Linked DNA regions of Mus musculus: regions 2, 3, 4, 5 and 6 are each linked to region 1. The links are chromatin contacts, called in public HiCAR-type, HiChIP or PLAC-seq and promoter capture Hi-C maps. All regions are on one chromosome and are shown on one strand. The core of a region is the stretch at or near the end of the contact, and the rest is flanking DNA. Distances in the headings are between cores, read along the strand shown. Region 1 holds the start of Tmem179 (transmembrane protein 179). Region 2 holds the start of Trmt61a (tRNA methyltransferase 61A). Region 3 holds the start of Klc1 (kinesin light chain 1). Region 4 holds the start of Zfyve21 (zinc finger, FYVE domain containing 21). Region 5 holds the start of Ppp1r13b (protein phosphatase 1, regulatory subunit 13B). Region 6 holds the start of 5033406O09Rik (RIKEN cDNA 5033406O09 gene).

The links. Promoter capture Hi-C pulls out the DNA fragments that hold promoters and counts their contacts. HiCAR-type assays count read pairs that join an accessible place to other places. HiChIP or PLAC-seq counts read pairs in DNA pulled down with a chosen protein or histone mark.
Region 2: a contact with region 1 is called in an H3K4me3 HiChIP or PLAC-seq map of embryonic forebrain, with 3 times the contacts expected there. The contact joins the promoter of Trmt61a here to the promoter of Tmem179 in region 1. A contact is called at or near these places in 2 of 115 datasets of contacts at active chromatin or transcription factors (embryonic forebrain and forebrain).
Region 3: a contact with region 1 is called in an H3K4me3 HiChIP or PLAC-seq map of embryonic stem cells, with 5 times the contacts expected there. The contact joins the promoter of Klc1 here to the promoter of Tmem179 in region 1. A contact is called at or near these places in 1 of 39 promoter capture datasets (hippocampal neurons), 1 of 484 Hi-C or Micro-C datasets (cortical neurons) and 4 of 115 datasets of contacts at active chromatin or transcription factors (embryonic stem cells and stem cell-derived neural progenitor cells).
Region 4: a contact with region 1 is called in a HiCAR-type map of embryonic stem cells, with 3 times the contacts expected there. The contact joins the promoter of Zfyve21 here to the promoter of Tmem179 in region 1. A contact is called at or near these places in 3 of 39 promoter capture datasets (embryonic stem cells and hippocampal neurons), 1 of 484 Hi-C or Micro-C datasets (embryonic stem cells), 5 of 115 datasets of contacts at active chromatin or transcription factors (cardiomyocytes, embryonic limb bud and embryonic stem cells) and 1 of 9 other capture datasets (embryonic stem cells).
Region 5: an HNF4G HiChIP or PLAC-seq map of pancreatic cancer cells shows a contact between it and region 1. The contact joins the promoter of Ppp1r13b here to the promoter of Tmem179 in region 1. A contact is called at or near these places in 2 of 39 promoter capture datasets (hippocampal neurons and neural stem cells), 5 of 115 datasets of contacts at active chromatin or transcription factors (cardiomyocytes, embryonic stem cells, pancreatic cancer cells and 1 more) and 3 of 9 other capture datasets (embryonic stem cells, liver and pancreatic islet).
Region 6: a promoter capture Hi-C map of stem cell-derived epiblast-like cells shows a contact between it and region 1, with 8 times the contacts expected there. The contact joins the promoter of 5033406O09Rik here to the promoter of Tmem179 in region 1. A contact is called at or near these places in 1 of 39 promoter capture datasets (stem cell-derived epiblast-like cells), 1 of 15 datasets of contacts at CTCF or cohesin (the NIH/3T3 cell line), 1 of 115 datasets of contacts at active chromatin or transcription factors (pancreatic cancer cells) and 1 of 9 other capture datasets (embryonic stem cells).

The regions. Positions count from the first base shown.
Region 1 is chr12:112,509,410-112,512,711 of GRCm38.p6, forward strand. Tmem179 (transmembrane protein 179) reads right to left here and starts at 1,751. Exons shown (of 4, transcript NM_178915.3): 1 at 1,335-1,751. The coding sequence starts at 1,639.
Region 2 is chr12:111,676,610-111,679,911 of GRCm38.p6, forward strand. It overlaps Trmt61a (tRNA methyltransferase 61A), which reads left to right and starts at 1,496. Exons shown (of 4, transcript NM_001099793.1): 1 at 1,496-1,552; 2 at 1,994-2,353. The coding sequence starts at 2,023.
Region 3 is chr12:111,757,301-111,760,602 of GRCm38.p6, forward strand. Klc1 (kinesin light chain 1) reads left to right here and starts at 1,549. Exons shown (of 16, transcript NM_001025360.2): 1 at 1,549-1,742.
Region 4 is chr12:111,812,704-111,816,005 of GRCm38.p6, forward strand. Zfyve21 (zinc finger, FYVE domain containing 21) reads left to right here and starts at 1,467. Exons shown (of 7, transcript NM_026752.4): 1 at 1,467-1,674. The coding sequence starts at 1,537. It overlaps Xrcc3 (X-ray repair complementing defective repair in Chinese hamster cells 3), which reads right to left and starts at 1,176. Exons shown (of 8, transcript NM_028875.3): 1 at 1,122-1,176.
Region 5 is chr12:111,906,406-111,909,707 of GRCm38.p6, forward strand. It overlaps Ppp1r13b (protein phosphatase 1, regulatory subunit 13B), which reads right to left and starts at 1,650. Exons shown (of 17, transcript NM_011625.1): 1 at 1,457-1,650. The coding sequence starts at 1,465.
Region 6 is chr12:111,942,685-111,945,986 of GRCm38.p6, forward strand. It overlaps 5033406O09Rik (RIKEN cDNA 5033406O09 gene), which reads right to left and starts at 1,798. Exons shown (of 3, transcript NR_029464.2): 1 at 1,473-1,798; 2 at 1,201-1,382; 3 at 1-527. Gm36757 (a long non-coding RNA gene) reads left to right here and starts at 3,274. Exons shown (of 3, transcript XR_003950158.1): 1 at 3,274-3,302.

The DNA.
Region 1 (3,302 bases), core at 501-3,000:
ACCTGGAGGCTCTTAGGACCACTCCTGGCTTCCAACAGACTCCCATCAAAACCTGACCATAGTGAGTTGAACTGCATCTCTTCCAAGTCCTAACCTTGCTACCTGTGGATATGGTTGCTTGATCTTCTCTCAGGAAAAGCAGTATCAGAGACTGGCAAGAGGATATTCAAGAACAGGGGCAGAGGCTGGAACACACAGGAGGCTAGAGCCAGCAGGAATAGACGCGTAGGAAAGAGCTTCTCTAGTTCTAACTCTAAGGACACTTCGATTCTGGACTCTCGGCCTCTACTGTGGTGAGAGCGTTAACTGTTTCATGTTCTTCATCTGTGGTACTAGCAAGAACCCCCTTCACCCAGCCTCCTACATCCTTGTGTTCTCAGAGACCCGTGCTTGTCACCCACCTCCTTGCAAGGGAGCAACTAAAAACATGGATGGGGAGGGCTGGACGTGGGAATTCACTCTCTATTGCAGGAGCATTGGTATTCCAGGACCCAGGAAGCCTCAGCCAGGGAGAGGGTGGGCTCTTGATTGTTGTTGGCTGAGGACACCAAGTGACCACATTCTACTGGCTTCAGACAGGTGACAAAGAAAAAAAGGGTGAAGAAACTCGGGAGGTACAGGGAACACAAAGGAGATCCTACTCACCCACCACACACACACACACACACACACACACAGACAGACATATAGACACATGCACAGTATACACACAGAGTACACACACACATAAAGGCACACACAGAGTACACACAGAGAGACACACATACACACACACACACACACACACACACACACACACACACACACACACACACTGTACATGCCTCCAGCTTAAGGGGAGCTTAAGGAGCTCTACAGACATCCTCTGCCATCTTTTCCCAAGAGGAGTAGCAAAAATAGAAGACTACCCGCTCTTTCCAAAGTGTAGTCCCTTCCCCCACTCACAGGAAAGGGGTGCAGGCCCAAGACTACTGCAAATGGTCCCAGGTCCCGAGGAGTGTGGCCTAGCTTAACAAGAGAGCCCAGACATGCAGCCATGACAGTGCAACATCTGTGCTCCAAGGGGTCAGGACTGAGAATTCGGAGTGATGCATCCCTTGGGAATAGAAAGAGATCATGTGGGTCGGACAGACAGCCTCATAGCCGCTGGGCCTGTGTGTAAACAAAGGGCAGTCTGCTTAAAATAATGAGGCTGAAAGTGTTGACACTTGCAGGCCTCTGCAGCAAGAGAGGTGGAGGGGCTCATGGCCCCGGAGAGGAGAGCCTGATAGGTGCCAGGAACCGTGTGAGTGTTGCATCAGTTTGCGCTGGGCTGCTGAAAGGCCTAAACTTACCCCTCGTGTCCCTTGCAGAGGAAGAAGAGCGTGCGCCATGCGTGCGCAGCAGCCAGCAGCAGTGACAGGAGGCTGGCGAGCAGGCTGAAGCGGCAGGCAGCCGGTGGGCCCCACTCCTGCACAGTGAAGCGCTCCCGCCCCTGCATCGTCAGGTTGGCACTCAGCCACATACCCTCGGTAAAGAGTAGGCAGCGGCCACGAAAGTCGTGGCCGTTCTCGGACAATGGCACCACCACCACGAAGCTGAACAAGAAGGCCAGAAAGTAACAGACGCACTGCGCGAAGAGGAAATTGTTGAGCGCCATGGTGGTGCCAGGATGAGAGGAGCCGCTGGCGAGGCCACCGGACAGGGACGCGATCGCTCCAGAAGCCGGGCCGCGAGTCTCCGGCGCCGCGCAGGCCGGTCCCGAGCCGCGTGGGAGGCTGCGCAATGACGGCGCCCGCGGGTCTCTCGCGTTGCGCGCAGACGCGTGCGCACAGGCCGAGCGTGGGGCGCGCCTGCGGTCAGTACCGCGGACAGTTCCCGCGGCTGCAGGATAGGTAGACAGAGCACTACACTAGACAGACTGCATTGGTGGAGACGTGCCATGGAAACCTGGCAGGGGTCGTGAGCATTACTAAGTCAGCTTGGGGAAACCCGACTCTGTCAGGAAGGGTACCAGCAGCGAAAGGCTAAGGAGGAGAAGGATGGAGTCCTATGTGCAGTTCAGACTCCTTTGCCAGGGCCTTTGTCTTTAAAGCGAATGGAGGAGGGAGGCAGAGAGTCGGGTCGGTAGGTGTGAGGATAGAAAAGAGGAAGGGTTCAAGTATTCCTAGGCGGGAGCAGACTCGTGATCTGTTTGTGCTCCGAGAACCATGCCCTCAGCCCCACAGTAGAGCCCTCCACTCCGCGTTTGTAAGATAAATAATGGTTGCCCTGGGCACCTCATTAAGACCTCTTTGCTGTGATGGAGCTGGTGGTGCATTAATTAATAGAATTAATGACTTTTCTAGTTTCCCTTAATACCAAGTAACCGTTAGTCCAATTCCCAGATGAGTAAGCCCTAGAGACATCCTTCTGGATATAGATTACATCAGCATTATTTTTGGCTTCAGGCACTAAAAATTCCTTTTGTTTTATTGCCAAAGTAATATGGGCTTGTTTTTTTTTTTAATTACAATGAGGAATATGTGTGATACAAAGACACCAAGTTTCTTCCTCTTCCCTCCACTCCGGCACATCGTTACTACTCGTGACAACCTGATGTCTACCCATCCAGACATTTTGCACCACGCACACACAATTTTCAAAAATGTTTCATACTATGCCTGTGTCTACAGGCAATTCAGTCATCCAACAGTATGCATTATTCCCTGTCTGCACAAGCAAGCCCGTGGTCTTCTTTCTAGTTATTGTGTAACATTCCGTAACATTGACTGTTGTGTGTGACTATCCCTCTCTGGGGGGACATTGAGCGTCTCCAGTGTCTGTTGTTTCCGGCTCTGCTGTGTGACATCCTGGTGTCTTTTTCTGCGGCTGTGCCAGCTGTGCAGGCAGCACATGAGTCTCTATGAAAGTCTTAGGAGAAGAATGACTGGGTCATGAGGTACGAACACTTCAAGTGGTGTTGGCAGGAGTCGCCAAACTGGTCTCTGGCAATATCGTGAAGATAGTCCACACATCAACTCTGCAGACCCTTCTCCTGAGCAGGGCTTTCAATCTGGTTGGTTTTTACACACGGAAAGACAGCTCATTGATTTGTGACTTGTCTTCTGCTTATCACTGGGAGGTCAAAATCTGCTCATAGTCATTACCATTTGTTATCCGCCTCTGCACATAGAGCATTCATTTTGCAATCTCTTGAGTACGTTATATGAAGGAACAGGATAAGGTCTGCAGCAGCTACTCTTTTCTCAGAGAATCCACCCAGGGTTTCTTCCACTGCCAAGACTCCCCAACCCAAACCAGGGGGGATTGTTTAGGAAGCT
Region 2 (3,302 bases), core at 246-2,745, 830 kb before region 1:
TGGCCACATGAAGCATCTGTTCTTATTAGAACTCAGTGCATAAACTGCGCTGGGAAATCTCCCCACCCTCACCTCACCAGCTAGGGTCTTAAGCTGCTGGTTCTGCTTGAAGACTCCAGGCTGAGGCTGGGCATAACAGATGACTAGTTCTGAGAAGATGGACTGTAGAAGAGGTACACAGGAAGAACTGAGAAGCCAGCAGTGGGCAAGTGGAACCAAGCCCCCCCCCCCCCCCCCGTTGAACTCATAGGTTGGGTGGGGATGTAATCAGGCCTGGTCTCCATGCCACCGAGAAGCTGAGGAAGAGGAACCTCCCAGGAGAAGTGAAAAGTCTAACTCTCCAGAGGGGCAATTAGGATGTGTATTGGGCTGTGCACCACCAAGGGAATGAAGTACCCTGTTAGAACAGGGGTTGTGGGGGCAGGGAGGATGGGATAAGGAGTTTCTGAAGGGAAGTCCTGGAAAGGGGAAAACATTTGAAATGTAAATAAATTATTCAATAAAGACGAAAAAAAGAAAGAAAAGGGTTGTGGGGCTGTGGATATGGCTGGGATGTCTCAGCTGAAGACATGGGCGACCAAGAAAAACCCTCACTGTCTGTCCTTCCAGGGCTATCATACTAAGGTCAATCAGGGCAGAAATTTGAGGAGGTCTGAAGTCAGGCACCTGAGTTTCTAGGGCAAGGACATCACAGGTTGGCCTAGCCTGGCCCCAGAGGATCCCTATAGGCTGGCGGGATTCTAGAAAAGGCAGGCTGGGTCAAAGTCTCTTCATGGAGAGTGCAGCCTTAAGCTGGTCACTGCTGCTGGTTCTGCATAGCTAACGTTTCCTTCTCTTCTTTTCTACCAGCTGAGGTGTGCAGGAAGGCTCTCCACTCTCTCTGCCCCATGCCTGCCTACTCCCCTCTCCACTGCACACCCGGAGGAAGAATCTTCCTTCACTTCATAGGCTCTCAAGATGCCAGGGATCCTGGAAAGGGACGCTTTGTGCCCTCCCCCTCAGGCAGGACCTGGCCTAGGGCCACTTTTGCAGAATACTCCAGACTAACTCTACTCCTTTTACTCGGCCCAGCCCTAGCCAAAGTCTTTGAGCTAACCCTCATCCCTTTGCCTGCGTTTCCACTTTATGGCATTTATTCTGGAGCCCAGACAGGGTGTTTCAGAGCTGTTTGCAATGACAAAAATGTCCTGGTGGGCCATAGTAGGGAGGTCCTGGGGTTACATAGTTGTCAAAGTGCTCTTTAGGGTCATGCGTATCCCGCGGGCAGACACTTCGTGCACCGGGCAGCCCTAAAAGGCCGCGCGCGGACAGGCCGCGGGCGAGCAGGGGACTTTTATTTCGCACAGCGCTCGGATCTCTTAGGCAACGTGCAAGCCTGCACAGAAGAACACAGCCGAAGAGACGCCAGCCAGAAAAGGTCCTCTGGGAGCACGCAAAGGACAGCGCGGCGACTCCCAGAGAGCCCTGCGTTGGTTTGACGTCATCAAAAAGCACCGGAAGTGCTACGGCCGCCGTGGAGCCACGTGTGGAGCCGGGAGCCGGTTTATGCTGCGTGAGTTTCCGAGCTGGGAGCGGCGCTCCGGGCTTGCTGGCAGGTCCCGTGCTGTTCGGCGGGAGGCCAGCCTTCCCTGCCGTCGGGAGCCCTCCGTGGAGACTCTGGGCAAGGGGCTACGGGGATTCCGGGCTCGGAGGTGGCTTCTCTCCCCTGCTGTGCACGCTATCAGAGGCTGCCGCCTTCACACTAGGGGATTCTGGTTCTTCATGTGTGGGAATCCTTGGGCTCCTGTCGCTGTGCACTCTCTTGTGTACTCCGAGAATAGAGACCTCCAGAAGGGCTCCATATGTTAGGCTAGAGTGCAGCTCTGTTGGGTTGGCTAAGCAAGTCCGCTAACCCTGCTCAGAACCCAGGCCCCACAGACCTCTCTGTCCAGACCACAGATCTTCATCCTGCCTCCTGGTCCTCTGACCTCACGTCCACACACCACTTCTCCAGGTCCCTGACCCTTGGCAAACGTTAACACCATGAGTTTCGTGGCATACGAGGAGCTGATCAAGGAAGGCGACACAGCCATCCTGTCACTGGGGCACGGCTCGATGGTAGCAGTGCGTGTGCAGCGTGGGGCACAGACCCAGACCCGGCATGGCGTCCTGAGGCACTCGGTGGACCTCATTGGCCGCCCATTTGGCTCCAAGGTGATTTGCAGCAGAGGCGGCTGGGTGTATGTGCTGCACCCCACTCCTGAGCTCTGGACAGTGAACCTGCCCCACCGCACGCAGATCCTCTACTCCACCGACATTGCCTTGATCACCATGATGCTGGAGCTGCGTCCCGGTTCTGTGGTCTGTGAATCAGGTGAGCTCCTCTGGTATGAGCTCAGATAAGACGGTTTGCAGCCGATCCTTCCTGCAGTTGTGCGCTGAACTACTTGGTTCTTCTAGCTTTTATTTAGCAACTCCGCTTGCAAGGGAGGGTGTGGCTGCAGGGAGTGAAGCCAGAAGCAGTACTAGCTGCTGTCATCGAAATGGCAGCTGATGGGAGCTAACCTGGGTTGGAGAAGAAAGAGGAGGAGGTGCCCTATGAGGTCGGAGCTGGGATTGCTTGATGCTGGCCAAGGTGCTGACTGCTTTTTTTCTAGGCCAGCTGCCCCTTCCTGGAGGGAGGCTGGATACTCCAGAGCTCATTGCAGAGAGAAGTCTGTCCCACACTTACAGCCAGGCCCTTCCCTAGTTCCATCGAAGATTAGCACTGTCACTGATACGAGGCCAGGTGGTAGCTAGAAGGGTCTGAGCTAGCTGTCTCTCACATGCCCACCCTTAGGTACTGAGGCCACTGGATGCAGCAATCTAGGCATACACCTCTGCCAAGAATGACCCCGGGGATCAGATGGCTAGATCCTTGGTGGTGTGTTTCTTGTGGGCTAAGAGGCTGAGGTCCAGAGTCACAAGAGTTCCCATTCTCCCGGTTGTTGCTGGCTTTCTATTCTTTCCCTCTGAAGCGAGAGAGCGGATAGCAGGTCAGCTCTGACAGCTCTCCTTTTGTACCTTGCATTAGGGGATATGCTATCCTGTCTCAGGCCTTTGCCCTGTTTCGGGCAACACAATCCTGTGCTCCCATGTGGTACCCGGTCCCTTCTCCGCCCTCTGAAAGACAGGACAGGCAGGAGGTTGGAACCAGTGCTTTGGTGAGGAACCTTGCTGGAAGTGGTCACCAAGCCTGGGTACTTGGAGCTGTGGAGGGAGCAGCTATAAGGATGAGTAGAAGAAGCCAGGCAGTGGTGGTGCAAACCTTTAATCCCAGCACT
Region 3 (3,302 bases), core at 299-2,798, 750 kb before region 1:
AAGATCAGCAAGCATTCTTAACCGTTAGCCCCTGAAAGGATAGATGTCTCTTTATTTCTCCATGGGAAGTCACACAACAGTCTAGGCAGGGGGATGTTGAACTGGGTGTGGCAGAGAAAACTAAAGGACAGGTGAGGGCAGCTAGGGACAGGGTAAAGTGACCTTAGTACAACTAGGTCCTGTGGCCTTTGTAGACCAAGCTAAGGAGTTTTATGCTCATGCTGAGAGTGATGTATGTCTGCAGCAGGGTTGATTAGCTTGGTCTTTCCTCCTCCCCAACACAGCAGGGGTGCTCCTGTCTCAAGATTTAATGGAGTGTTCTACGCTGGTTCCGTGGTCCTGTTCTTTCCTGTGTGTGTCAGCACAATTTTCTGACCTTGGAGTTTGGGTCATGTGCCACTCCCTCACCACTCTGCCTGCAATTTTACTGTTTTCAACAAGTCAGATTCTGTTTGAGCTTGTTTTTTCTCATTGGAATGGGAGCTGGCCAGCAGACACCATCTGCCACTTTATGTACCTGGGTCTTCCTGTGAGAACCTTGGGAACTTAGTGGATATCAGTTGAAGGGGCAAAAGAACGAGATGATAAAGCTTGAACAAAGCAATGGCAGGGACAGATGAAACAAAAAAGCCCTTTGCTTGCTGAAGAAGTGTGTGCATATACAGGACTCGGAGGGGCAGTGATTGACCCATGGGAAAGAAATGGGCTCCCGCTTAGCCTACTCTTTTCTTTCCAACACCACCTGGGCAGGGGCCGTCATATGCTTTGTTCAGATGTATGGCAGTGGCTGAAGAGCCGGCGACACCCAACATCCAAGCAGCAGTTTGTGTGCTGGGGCAAGTGAAGCCTGCAGTAAAGACTGAACCCACAGCCTCTCCTTAGGCCAACATGGGCTGCTGCGCTCCCCACGGGAGCTGCCCCTTTATTGGCCAGCCTTTGAATTTTCTAGGAGGTCAAAGTAACTGGATCTGCTTGTTAAGATCAAAAGCACCTGCCTCCCTGATGTTGGTAGGTATAAGTGCAGGGTGGAGGACCGCAGCAGGTTCTGGGCAATACCATCAGAAGAGGGAAGCGTTTCCCAAGGTGGGGAGGCTGTGGGCATTCGCAACCCCTCCCCGTTAGTAATACAACCGCGCCATTCTGGAAACGTCTAAAGGCACCTGGAGGGTTCCCAAGCCGGTGGCAGGCAAGCTCGGCCTTGCCACTGACTCAGCGTCCCCTCCAACCCGCTGCTGAGTCAGGCCTGCAGTTGGGGTGCCAGGCGGCTGTGCGAGGCTCAGGAGCAACCTGAGCTGGCAAGCCTGCCCTTTGGGCCAGGCTGGAGGTCGAGCGAGAGCTGCGGCCAGGAGCGAGCCGCAGAGGGTGGGTCCTGGCCGCCTGGCGATCTTCCCGTCCTCCACGGGTGGAGGCGCGGCGAGGGAAGCCTCCCGGTCTGAGGCCACCACACACAGATTAGAGAGGCTCCTGGAGAGCTCCGGGCTGCGGACCCCAGCCTCAGTTTCCCCTGAGCCCCGCCCGGCGGCGCGAGGGCGGGTGACGTCACGGCGCACAGCATTGTGGGGCGGGCGCGGCGCCGGCGACGCCATTTTCGGCGGCGGAGGGTGGCGCGAGGCTGCGGAGCGCGGGTCAGGGTGAGGATGCTGCGGGGCGGCTGCGGAGGCGCCGCTTGCTGCTGAGGCGGCTGGGCTCTGCGCGGCCTCGGCCTGTGACAGCGCGACGAGCGCGACTCTCCCGATCGGACGGTGAGTGCGCGGCCTGGTCCCCGCCCCGCCCCGGGCTCCGCGCGGCTGGTGCGCAGTGCTCCAGACGCGGCCGCGACCCCTTCCCGCCTGCATCCTCCGGGCTGAGGCTTCTGGACCTTTCCGTCCACCGCCGCATCTGCACCCGGCCCTTCCAGGCTGCGATTTTGCTCCTCCGCCCGAACCCAGTCCCCTCCCTGGCCTTTCCATCCCTGTCTGCACCCTGGGGTTCCCTCTCCTCTCCGCTCCGTCCGCGCCCCTCCGTGCTCCGGTCTCTTGTCACCTCTGCCTGCGCGCCAGTAGTCTGCGGTCCTTGTCCTCTCTCAGCCTGTGCACATCCAGCAGGGGTTTCTGTCCTTTCTCCGCCTGCGCCTTTCTAGGCTCGGGTCTCTTGTCACCTCTCTGCGCTCCTCCAATCTGCGGTCCTTGTCCCTGTCTACCTGCGCCCCTGCTTTGGGTCCCTTCCCTGTCACTGGCTGCGCCCCTCCTGGCTGGGGTCTTTGTCGTCATCTCTCTGCCTGTACATCCAGGCTGAGGCTCTTCTCCCTTCCCTTCCTGTTCTGGTTCGGGTCCTGTCCTATCTCTGCCTGTCCCTCTCTGAGTTGAGGTCCTTGTCCCTTCTTCGTCCGTGACCCTCTAGGTTTGGGGCTCAGCTCTCTCTGCCTGCACTCTAGACTTCTGTTCCTGCCCCTTCTCTTCCACTCCCCTCCTGTGTCCCTCAGGCTTCTGTCCCATCTGTGTTCAGGGCCCCGCCCTGACTCGGGCCTCGGGGCGGGGGCGGCCTTCCAATGGCAGCTGTGGGCTTAAGGGACCCAAAGCCTGTCTGCTGAGGTCCTGAAGAGGTGGTGGTGGTGGTAGTGTGTGTGTTGGGGGTCAGCCGACTGGCTTTGTCTCAGGCCTCCCCGCCCTTCTAGCCCCCACCTCTCCCCGGCACCGCCCTGGGTGGCGTGCTGTCATGCTGTGGTCCATGGCCAGTGGCCAGCCAGTCTCTTTCTTTCAGTGGCCGGGTGTGGAATCTCCCTGTGACCTGAATGTGCCCGGCCTGGAGTGCTTTTCCTTGTTACATGTGGAGCCCCCTTCCCGTAAAAAAAAATTAAGGTGTTAATAAAGTAATATTAATATGTGACCGAGTGGATGGCATTATAATGAAGTTTGCAGGCCGTTTCCAGCTGTGTTGTGTTGGAATTGCTACTACCTGCTACTGTTATGTTATTGGTGATCTGGTGTACTTGCAAAAATGATGTCTTTAAAAAGCATGAGAACAAGAAATTTATATACCATTTAAACTGCTATGTTTTTGATTCTTTGCATTACTTAAATTCCAAGGCTCTTTATACGGTATGACAAAGCCTTAGGTCAGAATTAGCCTGGAATGCTTTGTAATAGGACAGTGAAACCCCATTAGGAAACTCGATCAACCTTGAGTCTCCTAAGCATGCCATAGTTAGGGATCTTCTACATGGAGGCCTATAGGCCTCAGTTGTGGTAGGAAATTTGACTTACTGTTCTTTGCAGTAAGTATTTGTAAGAATGCAATGATTCTATTTAAAATTCCACAGTGTG
Region 4 (3,302 bases), core at 217-2,716, 700 kb before region 1:
TGTCCTACAGTACACTGCAATGGGTTCAAATGACAGTGCCAAGAGGCACTAAGGATGGGGTGGAGTGGCTCAGGAGCCAAGTTTGAGGAGGCCGAGGACGTGAGATCTGGTGCTGGGCAGGTTTGGTGGGCTGCCAGTAATCCCAGGGCTCAGAAGGCAGAGACAAGTTCCTCAGAGCAGGCCGACAGGCTGAATCTGTGGACTTTGGGTTCGTAGGGCAAGTGATGGAGGAATATATGTCAGACATCTGCCTTCCACACACGCACACACATCAGTACGGATGCAAACGGACATACACGTATGTACATACAACACACACACATACACCACACCACACAGGGCAGGAGGGAAGGGAGAACATGCTTTCAGACACAAAGCTCTGGCACCAGAACTCAAAGGTCCCCCAAGCCATCGCTACAGCGTCCAGTGGTGAACCAGAGCAATCACAGGGCTTGGTGGAGACTGGACAGAGGACATAGTCAGGGGCGGGTTCTATCTGTGCACCCGCAAATGCCAAGGCCTTGAGGCAGCTAACCTTGCTTTACAAAGTGCCACTGAGCAACTTCTACTTCAACACTGAGAACCTGTGTCTCAGACAAAAGCACAGAGCTCCATGCTCCACTTGGCCGCCTGCCTTCCGGAGAAGTAGGGTTACACCAGCTCATCCCTCCAACTGGGCTAGAGTGTGTCCAATTGTGTCAGAGAGAGAGCAAAGCTCCTGGGTAGCTGATTTGGCCAATTACCCAAAGAAGCTAGAGGGTGAGGCGCGCGCGGTGGCTCACACCTGTATCAGTGCGAGGAAGGCTGAGGCAGGACTGCTGAATCCAAGGCCAGCCTAGGCTACACGCACAATGTGACTCGTCCTTACGAACACCACAAGAAAAACAAAAGTCACAGATCAAATCTGCAGCGAGTGGTCACGCTGTGGCTGGCCTGGGACTCTAGTGCGGAAAGCAGGTCCCGCGCTCAGTTCGATTCCTTCAAACCCCGCTACGGGCTTGAAGGGGTGCCCCGCTGGGGAAGCTCGTTCTTGAGTCCCGACCTGGGGCGCTCGAAACCCACAGTGTCCTCTGTCCTCTCCCGCCACCCCATGTTCGGCCACTCGCGATCAGCTAACTCACCTCCCGGATCAGCGACCCCGCAAGTCTCCCGCGCGCTCCGCCCGCTCCTGAAGCCCCGCCCATCTCAATCTTCTCTTCCAATGAGAGGCCAGAGTCCGAGTCTGCTCCACCCAGAAGAAACGAAGAGGCGCCTACGTGGCTGACTAATTGGCCAATCCGAAGTCACACTCTCCCTAGAGGGGCGAGGGTGCCCCTCCGGTCTTCACCGCCGATTGGTGGCCAGCCGTAGGGGCGGGATCCTTGCACGGATTGGAGAAGGGCGACTCTGGGGCGGATACTACTCTCCGATTGGTTCATATTACGAGCTCTGGCTGCGGATTGGGCTTCGGAGCTGTCATCGTGTCTGCGGGCGGGGCGGGGTGGCGCCTTGTGTGGGCTCAGCGCGGGCGGTGGCGTGAGGGGCTCAGGCGGAGACATGTCCTCGGGGGTGGCCGCGCGTCGCGACGCCAAGAAGCTTGTGCGCTCGCCAAGTGGCCTGCGCATGGTGCCGGAGCACCGCGCCTTCGGAAGCCCTTTCGGCTTGGAGGAGCCGCAGTGGGTTCCGGACAAGGAGGTGCGTCCTAGCCCCCGGGTCCCCAACCCGAGCCGGGGCGTCTCCCGCCTCCGTCCTAGGGACGCTCGGCCGCGGCTCCCCTCCGGGCGTTCCCGCTGTCCCTTCTGCGCTGTGGGGCGTTTTCCATTCCTTGGCGGTCATTGGCTGCGCGGTGCGGAGCCCCGGGGAGGCCCGAGGGGGAGCGGTGGAGCGGCTCACCCGTGAGCCGTGCGCGAGTTTGGGGCTGGAGTGTGTCCGTGGGGCGAGGGTGAGGGAGTCCGCCTCCACCTGCCCACGGAGGAACGGTGCCAAAGGGTTTGCAATCTTCGAAGTTCTAAACTCTGCAAAGCTTGGCCACTTGGGAGAAAATAGGAGCAATTCACGCATTCCATGCGATTTTATTTCAAAGCAAATTAAATATCTTTAAAAGACACCAACGAAAGTACTGGCGACTTTGATAAACTTTGAAACAACTTTTCTTCATTTATTCATGTGTGTATGTGCCTTTGTCCCCAATGTCACAGCGCTGGTGTGTAGATCAGAGGATAATTTGTAGAAGAGAGTTTTCTTAAACCATCTGGGTCCCAGGGACGGAATTCAGGTCTCAGGTGTGGCGGCACGTGCCTTTACTTGGTGAGCTATCTTAATGGCTCGTGTAAATTCATCCATGTTTCTGTTTCTCTCCCTCCTTCCCTTTCTCCCTCTCCTTCCCTTCCTCCCCTCTCCCCCTCCCACCTCCCCGTCCTTGGCCTAGCACTCATAAGATCTGCCTTCAGAGTGCTAGGCATGCACTACCACACGCCTCTACCACACACTGTTGCTATGTTGTCCTCGAACTCCTCCTCCCTCAGCCTCTTGAGTTAAAGATGTGCTTCACCACACCTGGCCTCCTCCCAAATTTTTTAAGTTAGAGTCCCTGCTTGGAATTCTAATCAGCTGCTCTTCTTTCCCCTTGAGAGCTCATCCACAGGTGGCCGAGGCCAGCGGCTTCTTAGAGTGAGGTCCAGTGTTCTTGAAACAGGGACTGGAGAGCCACCCGTGCGTGCAGCCAGAAGGTTGTAGCCTGGCTGCTGTTGCTCTGCACCCCACCCCACCCCCCAAACTCTGAAGTTCCTGAGAGCCCTGAAGGAGAAGGTTCATCTTGTACTCAGAGCCCCTGGCTATACCAGGTGTGTCACTGAGCCGTCCCTGCCCTCCTGGTTGTGCCCTCAGTTTTGCACTTTACCTTTGTACTTAGGCATCTGAGCACATAGTTCCTCTTGGGTGCAAAGATAACTGAGCACAACCCTCGAGTGCACTTAGCGTCCCTGAAGTGGGTGTGGGCTTAGGAATGGGCCAGCGTGATCATTCGTGGTGTAGGTAGGTGTCTGAGTTCAGGGTAGTGAGTTCCAGGCCAGCCAGGGCTATACAGTGGGACCCTGTCTTAAAAAGACAAAAAAAAAGGGTGTGTGTGTGTGTGTGTGTGTGTGTGTGTATGTTGGAATACAACCTGGACTCCAGCCCCTGGACGGAGTGGGTGTTGGGGAGGTGGCTCAGCGGAATAAATTGCTTGTGAATGAGTCTAGAACTGGTCAGACATAACTGTTTCCAGGAAAGGCCAATAATGCCTAGATTGGAATAAGGGGCACATTTGGGGCGGGTGGAGGAGG
Region 5 (3,302 bases), core at 400-2,899, 600 kb before region 1:
TCACCGCAACTACCAGGACTTAACTGCAACGTTCCAAAACACCACAATACCTTTTCAACATGGAGCCAGTAAGAAAAGGGAAGAAATAAAGTGTATCTTGTAAAGATTAGAATCTCAAACTGAAACCCCAAAGCTATATTTAAAATGTGGTATGGCATTCTGCTCAACAATTCTGAAAAGCGTCCTGACTGATCTTCATGATGGTACTTCAAATACTGATATGTTCTTATCCCTATTTTAGAGGGAATTCAGTCTCAACTCTGTCAAGGACACAATATGAAGAGGTACCAGAACAATTATTTGACCCCAGCTCTTCTGACGCCCACTTAGTGCTCTTTCCATTACAAGGCAATCGTTTAAAAACATGCTTAGCATTCAACAAGCCTAACACCAAAGGATTTAAGGATCAAGTAGGTTAAATCTTAAAACTCCACCAACACCAGGGGTTGGAATCAGTTCAAAAGGAGGGAGAAGAGATTATCAAGAAACAGGAAATTATTTGAAGGGGTGGTGGTTTGTAAACTAATGAGCTTGGGTGCAGCATAGCAGAACGACAGTATTCAAGTAAAAATGCAGAGACATATTTCCCCTCTGAAACGTGATCTTTCCACGTAGGCTTCAATTTTTTTTTTCTGTGGATCTGGGATATATAAACTCAGTGATAGAAACACTGGCCTAGTCCTGCAAAGCCCAGGTTTGACCCCCAGCACTTCTAAAACAAGCGAACAAAAAAAAAAAAATAGATTGTGTGTTATTTTATTAGTCTGAGATTTTTTTACTCAATAGACACTCTAAAAACAACACGCCCAACTGGGTACAATCTATGTCACGTTTTTTCCCATTAATTACGACGTATACACTTCACAAAAAGCCTATTTAAAAAAGGAGAGAATTCAGCATCCACTGCTGCTTGTACCGCACGCAGGTAAAGGAAAAGGCAAAGAAGGTGGCAACCCCCAAAACGAAGGTCTTCCTGGCCAAAAGCATCCTTAAGAGCAGGACAAAGGCTCGAGTGACACACAACCGGCTCAACCTTAAGGACATAGGGACATCACGCCAGGTGGAGCAAATGTACCCACGGAGAAGCCTCGGCAAGGGGATTCCTAAGATGGCTCTCTGAATCCACGCACGGCATGCGTTCCTCCCAGTGCAGGGGAAACACATATTCCGAGCGTGCGAACACCGCACCCGGGTGCCCTCGCCGAGGAAATCGAGGCACCGGTCGCTGGCCGGGAGGGGCCGTACACGCCGCAGCCCCGCGCAGCCCGCAGCCCTGCGGAGGCCGCTCGCCCTGTCGGCGACCCCGCCCACGCTCGCTCTCTCGCCCGCCCGCTGACAGCCGCCGCCCCCACCTGCCCCTGCGCTCGCTCGCCCTGCACGCCCGCCCGCCGCTTCCTCCCTGCCGGGCCCGCCTCGCGCGGGGGCCGGGGAACGAGGCGCCGCCGCCCGCACCCACCGGCATCATCGCGGCGCCGTCCGCCGCGCCCGCGCCGCCTGACAGGACGCCGCTCCGGCCGCCTCACAGGCCTCGCACCCGCTGCGGCGCCCTGCGGCCCGGCTGCGGCGAGGCGGCAGCTGCGGAGAGCCGCGCAGCCCTCGCTCGTCCTGTCGCGCCGCCCCGCGTGCCGCGTCGCCGTCCCTCAGCCGCCGCCACCGCCTCTGCCGAAGCCGGCCGCCTTCCGCCACCCACTCGGCTCACCCCGCAGGCTGCGGAGGCCCCGCCCCACGCGTCGCTCCCCCACCCGCCTACGCCACCTATGATTGGTCCGGTGGGGGTAGGCGGGATAAGAGGGCGGGGCTTCTCCGCCGCGGCCAGGTGAGAGCGCGCTCGTGCGCGTCTGCGCTCTCGGCGGCGGGGGAGGGGCGCGCTGCGGACGCCGACCCCGCCCCTCCTCCTGCATACCAGCAAAGGGGGCGTTGGGGCGCCCAGGGACCTCCGAACCTTGTGTCTGCGAGACTTCGGCTCAGGGTCACCTCGGACGAATAGGAAGCAAAGGACAGAGAGGAAAGGGCGGCTGGGTCCGGCCCACAGTCGCGACCGGTGGAGACTCGAACCTCTCAGGTCCGAGAGGCCAGTGGCGAGCTGGCCACAGACCAACTCTGACCGTAACATATACCCTAGGTGTCCAGCGCTATGCGAGGCTACAGGCCGGATCCTATCAGGCGGGCACAGGGTGTCCCCGATGTGTCTGCATCAGCCGATTGCATACCGCTCAGTGTCCCGGGCCCCAGAGACCTGGGACTCTGCCCCCGCTTCCACCGCGGGCTGAGCCATTGAAGCCTTCCTGGACAGGACATACAGGCTCTCAGCCTCAGCCCTTCACACGATCCATCCCAAGACCGAAGGACCCATCCCCACCTGTGTCAGTATCCTTGGAGATCCAGCTGGAACGTCCCAGGGCAGAGTCCAATCTGTACCTTCAGGGTCCAGGTCTGTCCTTAGAATGCTGTCTCCTGTGTCATTTTTCCCTCCAACTAGGGAGCCTGAGTGACAGAGGGTAGAGCAGGCCCCAGAGCAGACCCTCAGCAGAGGCTGCCGGGTGGGCAGGCACCCTTTCTGAGTACTCCACATTGTGCCATTTGCCTGAACTCTGACAGATGAGACACAACGGCTGATGAGCTGCACCGGGCTTAAACTTCCATGAGATTCCAGAAACATGAAGACAGCTGGATGACCCCAAACACAGAAAGGGTAGATCACCTTGGGAAGTACCCAACCCCTGGAGAGGGCAGCAGATGTTGATCAGGGGCAGTTTATAGCCTGTCTGGTTCTCTGAGTGGCGGGAGGCTGCTGCTAAGTCGGGGCAGAGAGAGGGAGGAGGCCAGAGTTACACCAGCCCCCTTATGGGCAGCCACACCTGAGCTTAAGAGGCCATGGGGGTTAGTGATTGAGAGCGTGGACTTTCCAGTTGAACAGACTTGGTTCCACACCACTGCTGACACACCCTCGCTGTGTGATCTTCAGCGAGCTCATATCTGTCATAGGATGTGGTAGGATAATAGTACCTCTCTCTCAGGTGTGATGTATGAATACTTCGAGCAGTTTGTGACACGTGCCAGCTGCCCTGTGAATTCTGTAGTTACGTTATCGTTAGCAAGCAGGTTTGGTGTAAAAATGTCCCTAGGGTTTTAAGACTGAATACATGTGGACCATGAATGGTCAGTGACACACCCTTTCTGGGAACAGGATTGAGTGGTTTCAATCAGATGTCAAGAGACCTGGGTCCCAGTTCCAGCTCTGCTTCATTTCCTGCGAGGTCTCAGGCAGCTCATAATGTTTCTCTGAGCCTTGCATTTCCCAT
Region 6 (3,302 bases), core at 548-3,047, 570 kb before region 1:
TGGGTCCTCTCCAAGAGCAGGACTTGCCCTTAACTGCCAAGCCAGTTTTCCAGCCTTGGTGGTTGGTTGGTTGGTTGGTTATTCTATGCAGAGTTACACCCATGTAGCCCATGCTGGCCAAGAACTCACTACCTACAGTAATTTCCTTGCTTCAGCCTGTTGGGTGCTTTATTTTTTTTTTTCTAGGTATTCTAGAACATTCTACAGAACCGCCTGAGCAGCCTCCCTCCAGTTTCTCAGGCCTTCTTCCTCCTCTGGTTCCTTCTGGTCGGGTGGAATGTCAGTCAACCAGCTGGAAGTGGGAGGGGGACTCAGAGGATTCTGGTCTGCCTTTCTGCTCAACCCTGACAAGCAGTGGTGCCCCAAGGCTACCCTGCAAGCAAGATGACCCGCTCTGGGACCACGAAGGAATCACACACGCGGGCTCTGTTCTGAGAAAGGGACAGGTTTAGATGAGAAACAAGAGCACTGCGCTGCTGCCTCTGGCATCTCGGAAAAACTCCAGGCTTCATGACAACAGCTTGTACCTAGAACCGAAAAAGAAGCCAGAAGCGTGCATGAGCAACAGGAATTCCAGTCAGTCTGAGCAGCTCTGGACTCCCCACCACAGGAGGCTGGGCCTGCACATTCCTGTAGCCATCTTCATCACTGCTGAGCCCCCTTCCCTCTGCTCTGGGCCGCATGGACCGTCCAGACTGGGCACCATGGCGATTCATGAGGATGGCCAGCCGTCTGTCCATCCCAGACTAAAGGCCCAAAACTGGCCCTGCAAGGCAGACCTGGGTTTTGAGAGCCTGAGCCCTCTGGCTGTGCCTCCTAAGCCCCTCTGTCCCTGTAGGGCCTGCCTTGTGGAAGCACAAAGAATTAGCTTTCGAAGCAGCAGGTCAGGAAAAGCAGGGTCTAACTGATATTCTAATTAGGGCGGCTTGAGCCTCCTCCACCCCATGACAGTGCGAGCTCGGCCTGCTGGGGACAGAGAGCGCAATGACAGCTCTGGTCTCCTCCTGCCTGATTTTGCTGGAGGCATCTTTCCTCCCTTCTGTTCATCAATTGTTTCTTTTTGGCCAGCATGGTGGGGGATGGGGCTCATGGACACTGTGGCTACGGTGGCACCTGTGTTCTCTCCCCAAGCCTAAGCCATATTGCCCTCCTGCTCCAACAGAGACCCAGCTTTCCTTCCTCTGGCCTTGGCCTGCCTACCTGGAAAGGCACTGGGTTGGCTTCCATTCAGGCTGATTCCTCATTAAACAGACACGCCCCTTGAAAGTTCCGTTTTCCTGGTCACTCATTAGGAAACCCAGTTCCTGGCCTACCTTCACGAGAGAATGGGGAGCCGAGCTGTGCAGACTGTGGAGGCCCCACTCTGCAGAAAGAAGGTCTCCCTAGGAGACAGCAACAGATGCCACAGACTGGCCCTGGCCATGCTCATCCCGCTTTCAGGGACCCACGAGTCCCTCCTCCCCCAGCCCTACCTAGATGAGGATACAGGAGAGCCAGGCTCAGTGATGACTCCGGGAGCAGAAGGAAGTCCTGAGTCACCCTGGCCGGGAGCAGGAAGTGGTTATCACCAGAACCAGCACTCCCAAAGCCCAGGAAGCCAGAGTGTGACGTCACAGCGGTGATGTCACCAGCCAGCAGGGATAGGAAGCATCTGCCAGGTCCCCAGCAGCCAGCCCTGTGCTTCTCCGTTCATCCTCTGTCCCTCTGTCCACCATGCGTGCTGCGGTCTACCCTGAGCACCGTGGCTGGCTGGGAATAGCTGAGTGAGGGCCTTGTCTAGTCTAGTAGGACACAGTGTGTGGTTCAGAGCTGGCAGGCGGGGCCTGGGCGGCTAGGGGGCGGGGCCGTGCCTGGGACCGCCCTCAGGAAAGGCCTCACTGAGCAGTTGGTGGTGTCTGCTTTGGGGCTTTGTGGGGTTCTGGGCCAGTTAAAACTTCCCTTCCTGGTGGAGGCAGTTTCACACAGCCTCCGTGTGGATGGACTCTGGCTATTTACAGGGCTGTAGGAAGAGGCTGAGTCACCAGGTAGCCTCCCTGGAGGCCCATGAGACTGGTCACCAAGGTCACAACCCTTGTGAGGCTGGTAGCCTGGAGCCTCTGGACCCTGACCCGAATGGGAGTTCAACTCTGCCCTGATAAGATATCATCTGCAGCCCGCTGGGCTTGGGGACTGTCACTTTATTGGTTTTGAAGTGCCTTGTTATTTTTTTGGTTATAGAGGTGATGTGGCCGAGTGATAAAGTCCTTTAGGCACCAGTGTGTGTGGGCGATGTTGTTGTTGGTGCCACCTCATGATGGGATGACTTGCCCAATCATAATTTACTAAAATCACAGCTCAACTAAGACCCTGGTAGAGAGAAATGCCATGAACCCCAGTCCTTCCCCACCTGAAGACCATCCACGACACACTTCTGGGGAGCCTCGCTCGGTGTGAACTGTAGGGTAGGTCTGGGTAAGAGCTGGACAAGAGAGCTGCTGACCCAGCCGGCCTGCCCTCCCCCCACCCCACCCCCAGCTGCTGTGACCACCCGGCATGCTGCTTATCTTGTTTCCCCAGATGCTTCCTGTGTGGGATGTAGGGGTGGGAGTGAGGGCCAGGCACTCTTCCAGGTCGCTCTGGAGACCTGATGTATCCCAAAGCTGAATGAACCCTGGGGGGAAGACTCCTGATGGCTTGCACGTGGGCCTTGAGGGAGAGACTGAGGGGGCACTCAGTCCCTGCATACCGTCCTTGGATGGGGTCCTCACCCACTGCGAGGCTGTAGGAGGCTGCCCCTGCCAGAAGTAAAGGCTAAGCCCGCTTCCCGTGCTGTCCTTGATATGCCCCAGCCATGGAAGCAGGTCAGGCCTCGGGGCAGCCCTCATACCAAGCTCCACTAAGTGGCACCCCTAGCTACTCCTCTTCAGCCCAGAGGGCATCCTCCTCTTCCTCCTCACTTCTCTGAACACAGAGGAGCATGCAGGCACAGAGCAGGGTGCAATAGCGACATGTCTGAGAACTCCACGGAAAGGTGCCCGCGGACACTGCCAGGCTTTCACCAGGTCCCCCTCCCTCATATCCCCTGGAACTTGTTTGCTCAACTCTGGTTCTCATCTGGGAACCTGGCTTCCCAAGGAACTTTGAGACCAGAGCCACCTCCATTGTATGTGTGATGGGGTTGGGCGGGAAGGGGGGGTGGGAAAGAATGCCTAACTAGTTACAAACCTTCCACATTCACAAAAGCTTACAGTTCATAATGGAATCTTTTCTGGCCCACAGCCCTGCAAAGCCCCAAAGCAGACACCACCAACTGCTCAGTGAGG